Regions from separate parts of the Ovis aries genome. Here regions 2 and 3 are each linked to region 1. A link is a contact called in public Hi-C data. All regions are on one chromosome and are shown on one strand. The core of a region is the stretch at or near the end of the contact, and the rest is flanking DNA. Distances in the headings are between cores, read along the strand shown. Region 1 overlaps AOPEP (aminopeptidase O (putative)). Region 2 overlaps AOPEP (aminopeptidase O (putative)). Region 3 overlaps AOPEP (aminopeptidase O (putative)).

Region 1 (3,383 bases), core at 472-2,971:
TATACTAGTCTAAAAAACTGTCCTATGAATGGTTTTGAAGATTCTTTTAGGGTAAGAAAAGTAGGGAGGAAAAAAGGAAGAACATGCTGGAATATTTCGTTCACAGGAGGAGAGAGAACTTTTTTACGCTAAACCTGTGAAATACTTTGCTAATTATTTGAAGAAACTGTCCTTACAAAAAGAAAAAAAATTCAGGAAAAAAAAATCAAGATACTGTAGTTATTTCTACACATCAATCATGCCTACTAATAGTAAATAAAATACAAAATCTATAGAACATCAGTGTACTATTCTTAGGAGTCCTGGATATACTCACTCAACAAACACTAAAGCCACAGCCACACCACACACAAACACTCTGCTTCCACAGAGGCAAAGGCTGAGGATTAATGTTTGCAGAGTTATGCATTCACCAAATTACTTGTTCTTAAAGAGCTATCGTTTCACTGAAAATTAAAACAGGCACTTAAATTCTCCCTATTAAAAGCTTTTCCTTTATGTTTTAAACTTTTCCACTTTAAGTTAGACAAACAGCATGAAGCATTTGGAAACATCAAATTGATACATGCTTTTATGTACACGCCATATTTCTTTACTCAATTCTTCTGTAGCGCCTGCTTCTTTCCTACCTCCAGCCTGTTTCTTTACCCACTATTCTTAATTTCAGAACTTCCTGCTGGAACGGCTCTATGTGTCACTCCTTTGTACTACAAATTTAAAACGCTTGATGGTATGTATAGGAACACATAATATACGAGTGTGAACTTACAAGTATACATAGATACACTATGTTTAAAGTTTCTATTACATATTTTTATATATTTACTATAATAAATACAATGGATACCTAACAGAGTAGGTAAAGCTCCCAGTTTTGGTTGCGCTTCCTCTTTTGGCTTCTTTCTCTGGAGGCTTTCGGCAAACCCCAGCTTTTTTTCCTTTCACTACTTTTGAGATGCTGAGTCTACACGTTCTGGTTTTATGAGCTAGTGCCACCATCCTGAATATCCATGGCGTGACTGTCTTTCGTTAGTTCTTTTCCGCTCTTGCTCAAGGGCGGGAACTGGCACCAGAACAAAGGAGACAGTAAGACGCCCTGGGCTGGTATGCAACCAGCACTGCCTGACCAAGGCCACACGCCAGATCATGCCACCCGCTTCTCAGGCACTGATGCCACCCGGCAAGGCTTCAGGTTTCCTTTCCTGGCAACATGGTACCGCCTATGGCACAGGAGATCCAGGAGAGAATGACCTTCAAGATCATTCCCGTGAACCAGGTAGAAGAGCGCCACCTACTGAACCCAGAACGGAATAAGTTTCCCCAGGCTTGTTATGCCAGGTCTCACCCGCACGCTGACCTGTGTGGATAACCTAGTTCTCCTTAAACTTAAATACAAGGTGGATGGGCACACTGGTCACCAAATCATTCTGTGCCAGAGGGTCACGAGTGTGCTTTAGTACTTACATGAGAAAATTCATGAATGGCAAGCCTAAGACAAAAATTCACAGCAACAAGACACAGGCCTGCTGGAATCATGATGATCCAAAAGAAATCACGATGACTTCCCTGTCTGTCAAATACAGTAAGTGCAATACTAGGAGGGCAAGCAAGAACTAGTCAAAAAGCAAGTCATGAACAAAAGAATGAGCTGACGTTTAGGAAGTGCAGGGCGTTATGTGGGACCTCATGGGGGATGTGACCGCAGAACACAGTCCTCAGTCAGCAGCAGCTTTCTAAAGGGGAGAGATGTGTTCACTCTGTACTCCGACCCCTTGAAACACACGGATGCATGCCGGCCCAGAATAAAGTTTCCTCAGTTCGAGAAACAAGGAGCTCTCTCTACTTCGCATTCTCTCTTTGTGAAAACACTTAATCATAACCATTTCTGAATGTCTTTTAGTTCACCATTTCCTCATACGTAATTCTTGGTCTCATACTGTGGGAGCAGTCTAAATAGCAGTATTGCTCATTTTGAGCCATCAAAAGGAAAGAAAAGTTGGTTTTCAATGGCACACGGCGGGGCGGGTCCGGACCCTGAAGTCTTGGCTTTCCCCTGGAATTTCCCACACAAAATCAAGAGAGAACGTCAGGGAGCTGGTCTATCGGGCACGCCAGAGAGCAGCATTTTGCCCAGGATGAAGTAATGTCTACAGTCTCCTACTTTTGCACACAAAAATGAAATCAGATCTTAAGCGAGGGTACATATAGTTTTTTTTAAAACATCTTTCACTTGTTCATATGCTTTTTCTCCTACAATTGGAAGAAGTTTCAGTTAGTCAGTCTTATTCATTTATTTGTGGCTTCCCATGAAAAATATAACTGGAGTGGTTTTTTTTTTTTTAATTTCCTAGGAAGCAGACCCTGCAAAAATAAAACAAAATTAAATTAACAACAACAAAATTACCAAGCAGGAGGAAATTAGAATGTACTACACCATTTTTTTTTTTCCTTTTAAATACTGAACCTGGGGAAAAGGTATAAACTTCAATCAGAGGCAAAACTAAAGGAATGACCCTGAAATCATTTTTGTTACTATCAATAGTGATTTTGAATACTTCTTCCATGAACCTGTCTGATTACAGAGAACACATTTATTCAACAAATAGGTACTGAGTACCTGTTATATACAAAACACTGTACTGGGCATTGGGGGTCTCTGAGCTTAATTGTTTAGCTACATTTTGGCAGGGAATGCAGGCTGACAATAATACACAGGTAAACATTTCTGTCTGCCCAAATGACATTATGCTGAGCAAGTTATATAATAAAGGAGCCAAACGAGTCAAACTAAATCTATGGTTTTGACTTAGCCTTGTTGAGAAAAAGGATAGTGACTTCTCAGCTACTAAAATTCTTATGACAGTCATCACACTACCATCTAAACCATTAGCCTTCTTCTTTAAAATAGCCAGGAGGAATGATTTCCACCACGCAGTAAGAATGCAGAGGTCCCTCATCTGATTTCCGTCCCCTGCCCAGCGTTGTTATCAGTTCGGGCGCTGTTATCGGCCTCATTACACTGTGCTGCTCCCAGGTGCCTTGCTTCTTTCGGGAAATCAGCTGACGCCTGGCAAATGTACTAATCAGGTTGATGTGTTGCTGTGATGGAAACTGTGACTTGCGGGTTGGGTTTTGCTGCTCATGTTTTCAAGGATAGCTCATTGTTTTAAAGGGCATTGTGCACAACAGAGTGGAGGTCCTAGGAGACCAATGCACCAATCTAGAAAACATGACTTGGAAGGGAAGTAACAGCATCTTGTGTCCACACACCCTTTTTCTCCAAGGAGTACAGACACATTTGGAGATATTATTCCATCCTCAGAACAGCCATTTGGGGCAGAGGGTGTTGTGACTGCACTTGCCTGGCTATCCTCTGATAAACC
Region 2 (3,383 bases), core at 658-3,157, 240 kb before region 1:
GACAAGTTTGTTTTGCTTCTCCTTCTAAGTTCACTGAAAACCTCAACTAGTATTTCAAGCTATACCAGGTTATGCCCACCACTTAGCACTTTCAAGATTTTAAGGAGGGAAAATAATTATTCCTATAAAATTACATTCTTTAATGTTTAACTCCAGCCAAATGCCCATTTTTAAGACCCTGGCCTTGCACCACTGCTTTTTGTTTTCCTTCCTCAGGCAGGTCAGAAGATGGCTTTCCCCCAGTCACTAAAAATCAGAGGAAAAATGCTATGACCTAGCATAGTTAAATACAGACCAGTCATCCCCCAGTTCATGCCTGGGGCTGAATCCTGCCTGAGGCCTGAAGATGCAAATAGAGACCTAGGGGATGGAGGAAAGGGCAGCATGAGGGAGAGAAAGGGGCCAAGACAAAGTAGGCAAATAAAAGCAACAGCTAGATTTTAAATGTCCAACCTACAGAAACAACTAAACTTTCTTACTTTACAGTTACATAAAATAAATAAAAGGAGAAAAATTCTAAGTTATAGGAAAACAGTAAACGCATGAAAAAAGAAAAATTGACGAATATGCTTCTACCTGTGGCACGGTGAACATTTAAAAAAAACGTAGCTCATCTCCATGTTAAATTAACAACCTAGATTCCAATGAATAACAGGTTCAAATCCCAGCAAAAGGTTAACATAAGACCTAGGTTTGAATATTCAATACCACAGAATTTGATCCATATTTTGGAATAGACACTCAGGCAATCAGAGGACACACCTCGGCTACCAGCTGCTGTACAGCTTCTGTGTCTTTCAGAACTTGTTCTAACGCCCTTGGTGGCTAATCGCACCCCCTTTCTCCCTGTCCTTGAAAATATCACATGCTTTGCCTCAGTGAGCTCCAAACTCTAAGACAGAGCAGAAGCAAAACAGTGGGCAAAGGGCTGAGCTGCTGTGCAGAACCAGAAGGAAAAACTGGAGACATTGATAATTAATACTCTCTTGGACAATTCTTAAACCATCCCCCTTCTTGCCCCCCTCCCCCCACCTCCACCCTCAAAGCTAGTCAGCTTTAAGCTTCATTCCCTGAAAGGAAGCTCGGCATGACAGTCTCAACCCACTTCATTTTCATGTCCTCCTCAAAACTACTGCCCACAATTTCTAAGAAAAGTCAAAAGCACGTTATCCCCATAAGATCCAACACAATAGCCTCTCTCAAGGAGAAATGCTCAGTGAAGAACTCCAGTGTTCTTGGAAGGCAAACTCCTCAGTCCCTAGCCTCATTCTCAGAGGGCGGTGGTCAGGTCACAGATGGGTAACACAGTGGGTGTCACATATATGGTTACTTCAAATTCAGATTCTGGTAGTGATTACCTGGTAATCCACAAAGGGTTACCCCTTCTTTTATGCATGAAACACTGTGTGCTTGGATAATCTTACTTTGGGTTTACAAAAATAATAGCTAAAAAATATTTTTTTAACCACTAAATGAGCCAATTTGTAATTCTTTTTCCTTCTTTGGACATTTTATGATCTCATTCATCCATCACCTCACAAACATTTTTAAAAACACCTAGACCATGAAAAGTTAAACCAACACAACCTACCATAGCATGCTAAGGTACAGCCAGAAAACTCAAGCCAGTTCAAAATGACCACTTTTTCTATTACTGTTTAACTGAAGTGACATGTACGACTCTTTGTTTAAAAAGGGAAGGGCTTTTCACACACTGAATGTCTCCTTACAAATGACCAAACTCCTAGGCCAGTCCTTTTTGTAATTCTCTCAGAAGCTGCCCTCGGTATCCTTAAATGCACTCTGAAACTTTGGTATCACCTCCATTATGATGTGCTTTGTGCACATTCTCGGACGCTGCAATGCCCATACTAAGGCAACACATCACAGAAGTTGGCAGCAATGCTATCAGCAAGAATTTGGCTTCAGAGTCAGAAATGATTCATCATACATTCTAAGCAGCAGAAAAACAACACACTGCTATTTTAATCCCTTGGTGCTTTCAAGAATCAAAAAACAGTAAAATTATTAAAGCCAAAGCAACAAAAATCCTACCTGCTGCAATGTTTGTAAAAACATTCATTTTTAAGAGTTTTCAACAAAAGCACTCAGGAAATAACAAACTACTTACCTTATTTCACAATATTTACTACAATGACAAATCAAGTTTTAACTTAATACAATTTCAGGAGAAAACAGGTAGTCCAAACTTCTGCAAAGTAGCATACTGAAATTCTAAATATAGAAAGACAAATTTCTCATCTGCTTTAAGTAAACAAAATCCCTCCACTGTTTCAAAAGTAATACACTACTTTCATCTCTCTCCATTTTTGAGAGTACTCTGTAGTCTAAATTAATGAGTGTGAGTGGTCTCTCTCAGGATCAAACTGAGAAACCTTATACTGTGGGTCATTTATTCAGAACACTCCCTGGTTTTTAGAGATATTATATCATAATAATACCACATACCATAATAAACGTTACTGGTCTAATGTAATAATATAATGGAACTGGCTTTTTGTCCTGATGCTCTATTTAAAGAGCATGAAAGAAATCTGCATCCTGGGTCGTTTTCACTTCCTGAGAACAAAGTACGTTGATAATCAATAGGATTATCAATCAGTATTTCTATAGAACTATACCTAGGTAAATCTAAGGTTTACTGCAAATTTAATTAAAACGTAAAAAAAAAAAATGCTACCCTATTGTTGTGACCAAGTATTGGGGGGAGGGGGGCAGATGGGGAGACTGATCAAGAACTCCATCCAGTGCTCTCTTTCGGGGACCCCTACCTTCTCAAACACTTCTTCTCTGTCCTTTCGTTTCCGTTTTCGGGGTCTCCGGTTCACTCGGACCCATTTCGCGACCTGAAGTTCAAAAACCACAGGGCATTTTAAACATAGGACAACAGGTCCCCAGGGCCGCCCCTCAGCGTGAGAAAAGAAACGATCGACGGCCTCACGACGCAGCCTTCCTCGGCTTCACCTGGGGGAGCCACCGGCACCTTTAGGGCATCCAGAGGCCGCCTCAACGCTGCGGGCCCTCGGGTCTGCGGCGAGCCGAGGCCGTGACCTTCGCTCCGGCCGCTCCCTCCGTCAGTAGCCCGCTTGGCCGCCCCCGCACCGGTGTGCGCAAGAGCCCCCGGACGAGGGCCATCTTACCCACCGTTGTCGCGCGCCGCCGCCGCCGATCCCGGGCTCCGTGCCAGGGATGCAACGCGGGACCCACGGCCCGGGGAGGCAGGGAGGGGAGCGCGTGGACCGCGTCGCCCGCACTCACCTCGGCGCTCACTTGCTGCGCGAGCCCGCACTCCGCCAGGGCCTGGCGCTCCCTCTGCAGCGGCTGCGGGGGAAGGGGACAGAGTCAAGTTTATCCCGGGAGCC
Region 3 (3,383 bases), core at 226-2,725, 150 kb before region 1:
TGAAGAAATTACAAGGCGATGGAAGCATTTACCCTGAAATCTGGACTGTAAAAGAAGAGCAGGTGTGGGAACGTGAAGCCCATGTTGTCAAGACACTGATCAAAGAAGACCCTTCAGCCAAAAATCCGAGTAGCTTACAGACAAAGTGAGAAGTCACGCAGAAGGACAGGAAAAGCCGAGAAGAATGGAACCAAACATTTTCTATTTCAGGCCAGGGCTGGTTACAGAGGTAACAAACTCACAGGTGCCATGGATGGGTGAGGTTTCAAGAGACTGTGATAAAGGCTGAATCTCTGTAAGGCTGAGGTTTTCAAAGGTATCTTTTCCTATCTACAGATGCTTATAATTCACATGACACAATGATAGGCAGAGAGAAGGAAGTTAACTCACTCAGGTGTGCAAATGGCCCCGGGGCTGGCACCAGCCAGGGAGATTTATTAATATCTAATCTCATTTCCCATACTTTGCTTTAAAACTCCAAACACCATGATTAGAGCTGCATTGATGAAATGGCAGGAAGGGAGGCTGACAAGAGAAGAGGTAAAGGGAGTACCTCCTGTGCTTCGGTATTTCTCATTTATCCAGGACTTGTTTACAGTCTTATGAATGAAGAATTTGCTTTGAAAAAAAAAAAAAAAAACAACACCTCTCCTCCATCAATTGAACACAAGCAGTTGTGAAACCTTCCAAATTAAGAAACTGTACACACTGGTTCCTTCGTTTAAAAGCCACGCATTTGCCATCATGTGGGCTCTGCACAAGCCAGAACTGCTTGCAGATTTGTCCTCCGCCCCCACGGCCACCAGTAGAGAAAACCCCACCTGTATTTCCCTTGCACAACATCACCCATTCAGCTCAGGGAGCTCAACTGAAATCGCGGCAGTCATGTGTGCCAAAACAGACAGCTTTCATGTGAAATAATAACAGGGCAGGCACGCAAATGAGAAAGCGTCTGCCAGGATCTCAGCAGAGTCCACCAGAAACTCTGGGAAATAAAAGTGTAGCTGGGACCTTTAGGATATAAGGGTGCAATGCAGCAGGCGCCAACAGTATTTCAGAGCACTAACTCAGAGGGAGAAAAAGGAAGGCAGGAAGCAACGCAGGAAGGAAAAGAGGGAAGGGTGAGAGAAGGGAGGAGGGTGGGAGGGAACCAAGAGGCACAGGAGCTAAACTTCCTCTTCCTGAGAAAGTCGCCCATGGAGAAGACAAACTGCGAAACCTGGCATTTTCAAGTAAATGACCCCTTGCTCTGGCATGTGCAGCGCTACAAAGAAAAGCCACAGAAATGTACCAAGTAAATAACATTCCAGACATACTGCTGGCAGCACTTCACCCTTTTGGCTAAAACAAAACAGAAGTAACTTCAGGCTTTGTAAACAGGCTCAAAGACAAGCCTGCGTTGGAAAGGTCTGCTGGCCAGAGATCCAGACGGTGCACGCAGAGTTACAGACGTGGTGTGGCTGAGCTGACCCCTCGGCCCAGGAGCGGTACACACGCTGATGACTGTGAAATTGCAGACTGTTCATGAGGAAAAGCCTGCGCCGTCCACGGCGACCTGCTGGCTGCTTTGTCCCAGTGTGGAAGTTGATCCAGGCCCTTTTATGCAAATATCAAAGTCTGAGAGGGCTGAAGGAATGCACAAAGCAGCTGTGTGGGGGTGGCATTTCATTTTCCTGTCCTGTAATTTTTCCCCTTCAACAGTCTTCGTTGTCTCCACCAGACCCGGTATTTTGGAGATACCACCCTGGCCTTGGTTGGGCTTAGGACAGATCCAGACATTGCTGGACTGGTGCCTAAATTCCCATTCCCTGTCCTCAATACTCTCTTCCTAGCCAGAGAGAAATGTGTTTCCTACTGTCTTCTGAGAAAACCGAAGTTTAAACTTCCTTCTAGATTGGAAGGATGCGCATTTCGCTTGATACAAGTGACCCTATTATCAGTGAAAAACATGACCTTCTCCCTGAAAAGCAATTTTCCAGTTTGAGAACCAGATCCCAAATTCTCCTGCAGCGGAGTTTTCTGTCTAAGGTTGGGTTTTACCTATGGATCATACCTCCCTATAAAGAAAATGGCTTTTTTCTTAAACTAAATTAAAACGCAGAGTGAGGTTTTGATAATCTTTCTCAAGGGTTGTTAACAAAATCCTGACATAAAAGGACCAATACAATTTTTTTTCAAGTTAAGGAGAATTTACTCCTCTCCTTTTGAACTTAAATGTCAGGATTTTTCATGGTAACTAGAATTTTTAAACTGCTTTTTTTCAACAATGAATGAAGAACAGTATAATGCTCAAACTCACTTCAAGGAGTAATATTAAATATTCCTCTACCAACAGATAATCTCTTTCACACCCTCCTTCAAAACAGAATGAATGTTTAGAATTTTCTACTCAAACCTTTCACTTGATTTATAAGTTTCACCCCTGGGCTCCTCACATTTTCCCAAGTTGTCAGAATTGTATTCTTGGTCCTAGTCAGTCAGCCGGGCATCAGTCTTCACTCTGACAAGCTCCATTTGAAAACGGGTTTTCTTTTTTTCTTTTTTCCCTTGAAAGGGCCTGTGTCAACTGCCTCTACAAATGCCAAATTGTTGATTCATCATCATTACAGAGGATGGAAGATAATCACTTCAGTGACATCTTCATCCTAAAAATGGTTCTTTTAAAACTTTTTTTCAAAATCACAGAGTTGATCATTTTTCCCAAATAAGAAATGGGTGGGAAAGGAATATTTTCAACTCTCAAAAAGCACAATCCCCTCTTATTTGTATTCTCCGTCATAAATTCTCACTGCAAGTGATCTTGGGGCCAGCGGGGCAGAGCAGGGGGTGGGGCAGGGCAGGGGGGCGGGGAGGGCAGGGGGCCGGGCAGGGCCCCAGCAGGACGCGTGTGCTCCTTCCTTCCCAGGAGACCACCAGCGGGGCTGCCTCCCGACAAAGGCCACGTGGTATTGTCTGTCTGCTGCCTCCCCGCCCCCAAGTTTAAAAATATCATTTCTGGTCTGAAAACAGTTTCTCAAGACTGTTCCTAAAAGCTCCCTCCCGACGCAGATTAGAAGGCTGTGTCCGCTAATTTAAAACACGCTTCTAGCAGAGGAGGAAGGAGTGCCTTCATTACTCTCAGGAGCCGCTCCAATCCTTCGGGAGGAATTCAATTTGGAGAGGAAATGGAGAATTTCATCAGATCTTAAGCAGGGGCTGGTGTGTGATTTATTTCTGCTTTGTCCAGGGAGACGTGACCGGCGTGGCCCACCTTGCGGCTCAGGGAGACGTGCAGCACTGGGGGCTCCAGCCCAGCACCACGGCCCCGGCGGGTCAGAGCAGGCTGCAGGCCGACCCAGAGGACAGGAAATAGCTTCTGGTTAGGGACAAGAAGAACCCCAGGG

The links. A called contact is a pair of places that touch in the nucleus more often than the background predicts.
Region 2: a Hi-C map of hypothalamus shows a contact between it and region 1, with 3 times the contacts expected there. The contact joins two enhancer-like sites. A contact is called at or near these places in 5 of 16 Hi-C or Micro-C datasets (hypothalamus, muscle, omental adipose tissue and 2 more).
Region 3: a Hi-C map of hypothalamus shows a contact between it and region 1, with 3 times the contacts expected there. The contact joins two enhancer-like sites. A contact is called at or near these places in 5 of 16 Hi-C or Micro-C datasets (hypothalamus, muscle, skin fibroblasts and 1 more).

Annotation. Positions count from the first base shown.
Region 1 is chr2:31,584,255-31,587,637 of ARS-UI_Ramb_v3.0, forward strand. The region is part of intron 3 of AOPEP (aminopeptidase O (putative)); the gene reads right to left. Among named protein-coding and RNA genes, the nearest start is that of AOPEP, 100 kb to the right of the region's middle. Within about 2 kb of position 1,722, at least 23 of the 54 cell types and tissues checked have an H3K27ac peak or open chromatin away from gene starts, as enhancers often do. A contact at or near this core is called in hypothalamus, where this site is marked.
Region 2 is chr2:31,347,449-31,350,831 of ARS-UI_Ramb_v3.0, forward strand. It overlaps AOPEP (aminopeptidase O (putative)), which reads right to left. Exons shown (of 15, transcript XM_042243057.2): 12 at 3,280-3,342; 13 at 2,793-2,867. Among named protein-coding and RNA genes, the nearest start is that of MIR23B, 73 kb to the left of the region's middle. Within about 2 kb of position 1,908, at least 29 of the 54 cell types and tissues checked have an H3K27ac peak or open chromatin away from gene starts, as enhancers often do. A contact at or near this core is called in hypothalamus, where this site is marked.
Region 3 is chr2:31,433,831-31,437,213 of ARS-UI_Ramb_v3.0, forward strand. The region is part of intron 5 of AOPEP (aminopeptidase O (putative)); the gene reads right to left. Among named protein-coding and RNA genes, the nearest start is that of MIR23B, 160 kb to the left of the region's middle. Within about 2 kb of position 1,476, at least 34 of the 54 cell types and tissues checked have an H3K27ac peak or open chromatin away from gene starts, as enhancers often do. A contact at or near this core is called in hypothalamus, where this site is marked.